Regions from separate parts of the Gossypium hirsutum genome. Here region 2 is linked to region 1. Evidence: chromatin contacts called from public Hi-C data. All regions are on one chromosome and are shown on one strand. The core of a region is the stretch at or near the end of the contact, and the rest is flanking DNA. Distances in the headings are between cores, read along the strand shown.

Region 1 (3,942 bases), core at 982-3,481:
AACGCATTCCTTTTAACCTTCCCCCTTCACTGTCCACATAATATAGTCCAGGGCCCTAGAATCCAGGTTAGGCAGAAAGTTGAAACATGCAATTGTTAGTATGCAAGGGGAAAACAACAAGAGAATAACATTTAGTTCCAAATACCGTTTCATCCCATCCAGCAATCATGGTTCCAACCGAAAGTCCCATTCCTCGGTAAGAATAGAGAATGTTTGCCAACAGTTTTGAAGCCCCTGTAACTGAAATTCTACGCTTGTTTGCTAATTCATGTAGCCGGCACTAGATCATGGAAAATGATCATCCATTAGCACTTCATGTATGTAAAGAGTAATTGGAAAAACACAATAATGGGGCCTAAGATTGTTCACTACTAAATAAAAGCCAGAAAGGTTGCATTGTGGGTCGATATTGACACCAAAGGAAAGCCAGAGACCTGAATAATGCTCGAGTTCTCCACTTTTCTTTGACAATATTCCATTTTGATAGTAAGGCAATTAGACAAACAGAATGCCTTAAATTTAGCTACCCAAGCATTCAGAAACCAAGCTGAACTCAATTTGAATGCTTCCTACTCAAAAGTTTGCTTTCCTAACTAGGAAAAGGACCTAATATTAGAAATCTACATTCTCTTAGATTAAGAGAGTCCAACTGCATGCATATCAATACCATGAAAACAACTTTGCCTAAGTAGAACATGGAAGGGTTAATCTGTATGTGTGAGTCACATTTGAAGGTGATATTGAAATTAGTTAGCTATTAGTAAGCTATGCTAAATGTCAAATCATTTTTTCTATTCTTTTGTCCTCATATACGTGTTTAAGAAAAAGCAGGACATCTGTAGTTCGATTATAGAGCTAATTCAAAAAGTATATATCTAAAACCTTTGAGATCTCACTTTCTACATTGTACAACCCCATGGTTTATCATCAATGAAAACTGCAAGAGAATGCCAAAATGACCAATAGACTCTTTTTTTTTCTCTACATTTCCTTGCATAGGACCCAATATGCAAAAATATACAGTATATATAACATACAATAACAATCCAACACAAAAAGAGGAGGGAAAAAGTTTCCTGATGCTAATATCCCACTGACAAGAGGGCCACATTTGTTCCATTACCTTGATGCCTAAATTTCTGTGCCAAAACTGGCAGTCAGCAGCTCCTCCAGCCATTGTTCCAAGCATGTAAGGATTGATTTCAATAATTTTCTTCACTGACTGTGAAGCTGCCAAATTTTAGGATAGGAAAAGGAATACTAATCAACAATCACGATTCAATTTCTACCCCAACACAACAAGAAAGAAGAAACAAAAGATTGAAAAATTATAGATTTTTTTTTTTATTACGAGGTTTAATCTACAATTACCACTAATAGACTATTTCCTAACCAACAAATTTCTGAAAAATAAAAACTAATGCAAAATACACACAAAAAGTAAGAGAAACATACAGATATAGCCTCCCATGCTAGCTCTAGAATCAGCGGCAACCATGACACCTTCCTTAAAGATGAAAGCAAGCGTGGTGGTACCCTTAGCAGGTTTTACCATCTGGATAGCTTCTTTTTGAAACCCATCAAACTGCAATACACCGATCACACATAAAGTAAGCCCCAAACATCTCCCTTTACACGGGAAACTAATAATGTTGTACCAAATTAGCAGAAATTTTTAACTCACATCAGTAGTGTTTGGGAGATCGAACGACGGAGCAGCCGAAAACCCATCAACAAGTTCACTGGGAGCACCCGAGACAGGCGCAGCCGATTCTAGTCCGCTGGTGTCAAGCTTCATGATTGGTTCTTTAATTTCTAAAAAAGCGCAAGACTGAATCAGAAAATTTGATGCATTTGATGATAATTCCCCCCCCCCAAAAAAAAACAAAAACCCAAAAAAAAAAACAAATTGAAGAAGAATACCCTAAGTGAAGAAAATAAATGCTTTCAAAATATTAAAACCGCAAAAGCGAAAACAAAACTGAGGTTGAGAAGAGAACCTTTCCGATGATCCAGACAATTAAAAAAAAAAGAGAGGTGAAGTGAGAATAAGATGCAGCAAAGCAAAGGAAACTGAAATATAAGGAGGAAAAAGGGTTGATTTCTACTTTTTCTTCAGTTTTCTTGTGCTACGGGAAACTGGGAAAATCTGCTTGTTTGGGTTGTCTCAGATTGGCCCAAGCTTTGATCCAAAACGGAGATGGGAATATCGACTTTGTAAACCACACAATTATCCAACTGAGTCCACAAAATCTCCTACAGTTATCAAGATCTATGGGCCGAAGAGCTAGTTTTATGAAATGGGCTGAGCCTTGTTTTTGACAACTTCCAATGCCCATTTAAGATTTCACAAAGATTTGTAACCCTCTAGGTTACAACTTTAACGGGGTAATTGCCCACACTGTAAATCACTATTCATATCAATCGTTTAATTTTAATGAAAAATATCAAATTTATATATTAACCTTAGTTCAATATGTAATTTTGATACATAAATTTTTATTTTGTGCAATTATGCATATGAAACTTGATTTGTGGTTCATATGTATACATAAAATTTTGACTTTGATTCAATTGTATACATTTAAAGAAATGATTACATACATTTATTTTCATGTCAAATTAATATAATTATTTGTGTATACAATATATCAACGTAAAATGATATTAATTCATTAATATTTTAATATTTTATAAAAACCTCTCGGTTTGCTATTATGTTCCAATATATTGTCTCGACTGATGTTTCAATAGATATCGAAACTTGGTAGATTAACAAGCGGATTAAAAAATAGTATAACAAAACAATAAAGTGACACGTAATATTTGTTAATGCAATTTGAATAACAATCTTACTCAATAGAGCTAGATTTTAGTAAACAAGGGATCTAGAATCATAAAAGCTAAAGTCCAATCTACCATTATACAGTGAGGTAATTGCAGCCCAACAAAGAACCTCAATTTACAATCATTTAACCCAAACAATCTCACTTGCAAAGAAGGTTTACTCTCCAACAAATGTCTAAAAATAAAGAATGCAATTAACGGTAAGCATCCGATTAAATTGAGTAAACAAATTTCAACTGCATATAAGTTATGGGTTTAGTCATTATACTTTAAATTGATAAGTTTTGTAACACCCTTTACCCAACCCGAATCACTGAGTTCAAATATCGAATGTTACGACATACAAACACTTAGTATAAATGTTTAAACAATTTGCATATGATCTTTTTTCAACATATCTCTTTTTGTATTATTAAATATTTTCTTAATAAAAGAAATAAAGAAGACATCCAAGAATACAACAGACTTTTAAAATAGCGTAAGACATTACAACACAAAAGTTTATTAAAGACAGTCTAATCTTGGCGTACTATGCTATATGCCTTACTTTTAAGATATCCTCTATATGTATAATAACCCAACTCAACGTTTCCTAGTTGGCACATTCCTGGCTTGGCCCCTCCTAGCGTACTTACTCTAGCAGCAAAACCTGAAACAAGAACAAACACTTTGTAAGTTCACGCGAACTTAGTGAGTGAGTTGTTAGCACAGAATACCTTAGAACCTTTTTAGTTGAATTCCTCATCTTGCAAATTATGGATCACATCTCTATCTTTGGCAGTACTTTCATAATACCTGATATATACCTATGTGCCAGCTACCATACTTCACGTACCAACTCTCACTTCACTTTTTGACTAACTCTAGATCTTACTAGAGAATACATATCTTATTCTTTCATAATACAACAAAGATATCTCTCAGAAGTACAGCAAAACCTGAAACAAGAACAAACACTTTGTAAGTTCACGCGAACTTAGTGAGTGAGTTGTTAGCACAGAATACCTTAGAACCTTTTTAGTTGAATTCCTCATCTTGCAAATTATGGATCACATCTCTATCTTTGGCAGTACTTTCATAATACCTGATATATAT
Region 2 (4,298 bases), core at 727-3,226, 310 kb before region 1:
TTGGGTATTTGACTTTTGCAGTATGTAATATCATTCACAATAGTGAAATTCATATATCAACTAATAGGTAAATGATATTATCTAATCGGCATTACATGATAGATTAAAAATTAATGTGGTAATGAGTCGTTTATCTTTATAATAAATGACTTGATTATTATTCGATAGTAATTAACTTTTATAAAGAAAGATGTAATGGTCACCATGAGATAAAAATATAACCATATTGGGAGAATGAATTTATACTAAAAAGATTAAAGATATCCTAAGAGGGTAACACATTGATGACAAAGTTATTGGACGAGCACTAATTAAGTAGCTTTCATAATAGCATGTAATTAAGGAGAGCTGAATCACGATACAATACTAGAATGACTTCGTGACTAAATAAGTTTATAATTTATAGATGAAAAACTAAAACTTAACTATAAATTATTTTAGCCCTAATTACATATATCCAATTGGTCCTACTTGAATTGCATGTAGAACCAAATGAAAGAAAGTTAATAGAAATAATGAAGTTAGAGAAATGAGTTGAATTCACAAATAAATGTTTTTTCTCACTAAGTATAAAAATAACTTGAAAATTACTTTAAGATTTTTCAATTATTATTTAATTAATTATAATTAAATTATTGAAATTCAAAAGTAAAATTAAATTAACTAATTATCATGAATTCGTTGAATATAGAATTAAATATAATTTCTTGTAGTTTTTTTAAATAAAAAATAAATATTTGATTGATTTAAATTATAAAATGTTAAGTCAAAAGTCAATAAAACATATATAAATAGACTCAATACATTAGAGGCCCAATTCCCCTTATTTTAGATGAGAGAGGGTGGCAACTCTAATCTTTTTATGTAGGGTAAATTATTTACACAAATTATTTACAGATAAGTTTCACAAATTATTATTTTGCTGGAAAGTAATGGAAATTTATTTTTTTAATTAAATTTTATTTATAGAGAATAATAATTTCTATTAATTTTTTGTTTTTGGTTCTGCGTCTTGTTCAAATATTTTTCATTGAATATTTATTGTTATAAATACCATAATCCAACTTAACTGTTAAAATTTTTAAACCATAACTGAAAATTACTTTTTAAACCAAAATTTTCCAACAAGGTGAACCGCCGAACTCCGTCACAACCCTTCCATGTTGGATCTTACCCTCAACGAGGAGCATGATCAGCATACCGTCATAATTGCATGATGGCTTATTACCTCATAAAGACTTACACAGAAGTAGAAATGGATACTTATGTTTTCAGATTGAGAAACCTAGAACTAAACAAAGTTCAACCAACTGGATCAAATTTGAAGAACCTTACAATTGCATACAATGGTGTTGTATTAGCATCATCGTCTGTAATTAGACAGTTAACAAATTCATCGACAAAAGATGCAAGGAAGAGGATCGAAGACTAAATGAGTATCACCTAGACACCTACCTTAGACCAGTCAAATTGATACCACACCGACTTTCCAAGCCAAAAGCTGGACGATCTAATCCATTTTTAATCGCTACAACTCCTTGAGGAAGTGCAGCTTTCTGAAATGTATTTGAAATCCAAAACCTCTGATAAATCCACTTGTTTTGGTTGTCTATTCCTAAGAATTTCAAATCAATAATCAACAAAAAAAATTGGTTTGATTTTAAATTAAAGCTAATTGAATTTGAGATGTAAGCAGAAGTGATCCTTTTTGGTGGATTTCGAATTATCATCGTAATAAAGCTTGTACTTCTTCTCCGCTTTCCAGAAAGCGGTCCGTTCTACATCGCCACCGGCTTTGTCGGATCCGTACATGTTCTCTGGGCAGAAGAGTTAACTCGGAATTAGCCGAAGTAAACCGCCGGCGATACAAGCTTAGGGTTTTAACTGGGTTTCGAAACGGTTTTATTTTACCTGCAAAAAAAAAGGAAGGGAATTTATAAAATTAGGTGTTCCCGGGACTCCTGGAATTTGGTAAGTTGTAGTTTGAGCACTCCATTTTCTTTATTTCCACAAACCGAAAAGACAATTAGCCCCCAGTGACTTCAGTTAATAATGGGGGTAAATAAGTAACTTCACGTGGAAACAAATGGTAACTTGAAATTTGCGGCGCCCGTAAAAACCATTGACACAAAAAAAATCTATTTAAGAAAATAGGAATTAATCTGAAAAAATAAACGAAGTAGCAGAGATGGCGTGCATGACGGTATTACGTTCCGTTCCTGTAACGGAGCCGTGGAGGCCACTTCAAAGAAACGGGAATTCCCATTCTGTCAAAACATTGATGAGCTTTGGAATATCTACGGCGAAGAGAGGATGCCGGGGGGCGGTGGTTAGGGTTCGAAACCTTCACTTCTGGAAACGGACTCAAAAACTGAATTGCTCTGATAATGAAACGTCGCCGTCGTCGACATCCGAGGAGGATGACCTCGAGCAAGGCCCTCCTCAGGAAGCCGTTCTCAAAGCAATTTCAGGTTCCCTTCATCTTCTGATTTAAACTTTATTCTATTTTATTTTATTCCCCGATTTTGTTTGTTCCTTTTTGTTTGGATAAGGATTAGCATACTTGTGTAGCATTTTTTTTTTACTAAAAAATAAAAGAAAATCACAACAAACTGTATCAAAGTCTGAAACTTTGGTGTAAGATAACTTAAACCCTCTTCAAAAAGTAAATAAACTGGTTCGAGTATATTTGTTTAATTATCAGTTTATCAATGGAATTTGTTGCTTCCTTAAATCCTTTCTGTTTAGCTTTTGCATTTCCTTTTATCTTCCATTGTTTTTTTTTACTTGTAAAAGGGTGTAAAGATATTTTTGACATCACTCTTGGTTTTGGAATTCAGAGGTATCAAAGACAGAAGGGAGAGTTGGGCAAACTACAAATGTGGTTATTGGTGGTACAGTAGCCGATGATTCAACTAACGAATGGCTTGCTTTGGATCAGAAGGTATATAGTATGCACTCCTAATATCCGATCCTATCAAGGGTTTTGGATGCTAGTTTCATTGCTTTTAAACTAAATCTGAAGAGATTATATGAAGGGCACAAGCAGCTTGTTAGCCTGAAGATGATCAATGCGTTGAGATTGTTTAAGCTGCTTACTTTTGTTTTATTTTTACTCTTCAGGTCAACTCATACCCTACTGTTAGAGGATTTACAGCAATTGGAACAGGTGGCGATGATTTTGTGCAAGCTATGGTTGTTGCTGTGGAATCTGTAATACAACAGCCGATTCCTGAGGTACCTATAAGGCTATACCAATCTTTATTGCTGAAAGTCAATTGCGGATCAAGATGTCCATTTGTTTATGCATTTGAAAATAGACAGCAGAATAAATTTTGACATGGCATTTTAGTCTATAAGTCGATGTGCCTGCATGTTTTCTGATGGCAAAAACTACCATTTTGTTTCACTCTAGGAATTAGTGGATTCTCAAGAATATCTCTATAGATCTCTTTTGGACTTCAATTTTGTATTGTTTATATAAAAGTCATTTGGTTTGAGCATGCTGGAGCTGCTGCATAGGATCTGGACAATACACGAATTACCTTTCCGCATTGCACATTCATGGATCTGTAGAACAGGTGATTGCCTACCATATAAAATGGAAACCCAGATGTGTATTATATTAGCTAAGTATTACATCAGTCCGATATGACCGAAGAAAGAATTTGGAAATTTTGATATAACATTAAAAGATTAGATAGGAGTTTAGAAGTAATATGGGGTTCTGATAAAATTGGAATTACTGCTACCTTTGGAACTGAGTACCTCAGTCATTTAACATTTGGTTGCTAGTGAGTAACTGTAGCTGCCTGTGTAAGGTTGTAATTGTGGACACACTCTTTTGGAATGTTCTTTTTATATACTGGATAACTCTTTTTCTATCACTGGGCTGCAATTGAGTAATTGGCTTCAGAAAAGAGCTAAGTTATTTAGCATTTGTACAAGTTTGACCCGACACACTTTAAATTTATATCAGGAAAAATAGGTCTGGTTGAGACAAAGATTGAATGTATGTGTTATGTGGGCATTTCTTCTTGGTGAGGAAGAACATGGGTTTAAGTCTATGAACTTATGGTTTGTTGACGCTGTTTCAACCTAGAAAGTTTCATGATGAGGAAATACATTTTTGTGTAACTATTGTCTCTTCAATATTTCTGCAAGTATCAAACTGTTCTACACTGACCTTGGATCTCCTTCTCCAGGAAGGAATTCAAGGGAAGATATGACCAATCATTGATGAATTATTTGAATTCATTTTCTTCTGTCTGCAGAAAGAATTTACTTCTGGAAATGAA

Evidence for each region. Hi-C and Micro-C count contacts between places; a contact is called where the count stands out from the background.
Region 2: a Hi-C map of leaf shows a contact between it and region 1, with 5 times the contacts expected there. The contact joins the promoter of LOC107916898 here to the promoter of LOC107916572 in region 1. A contact is called at or near these places in 7 of 34 Hi-C or Micro-C datasets (callus, hypocotyl and leaf).

Annotation. Positions count from the first base shown.
Region 1 is chrA01:102,503,057-102,506,998 of Gossypium_hirsutum_v2.1, reverse strand. LOC107916572 (proteasome subunit beta type-5) reads right to left here and starts at 2,231. Exons shown (of 8, transcript XM_016845849.2): 1 at 2,001-2,231; 2 at 1,685-1,815; 3 at 1,456-1,585; 4 at 1,124-1,230; 5 at 146-280; 6 at 1-55. The coding sequence starts at 1,798.
Region 2 is chrA01:102,810,578-102,814,875 of Gossypium_hirsutum_v2.1, reverse strand. It overlaps LOC107916898, which reads left to right and starts at 1,976. Exons shown (of 5, transcript XM_016846268.2): 1 at 1,976-2,471; 2 at 2,841-2,944; 3 at 3,124-3,237. The coding sequence starts at 2,189.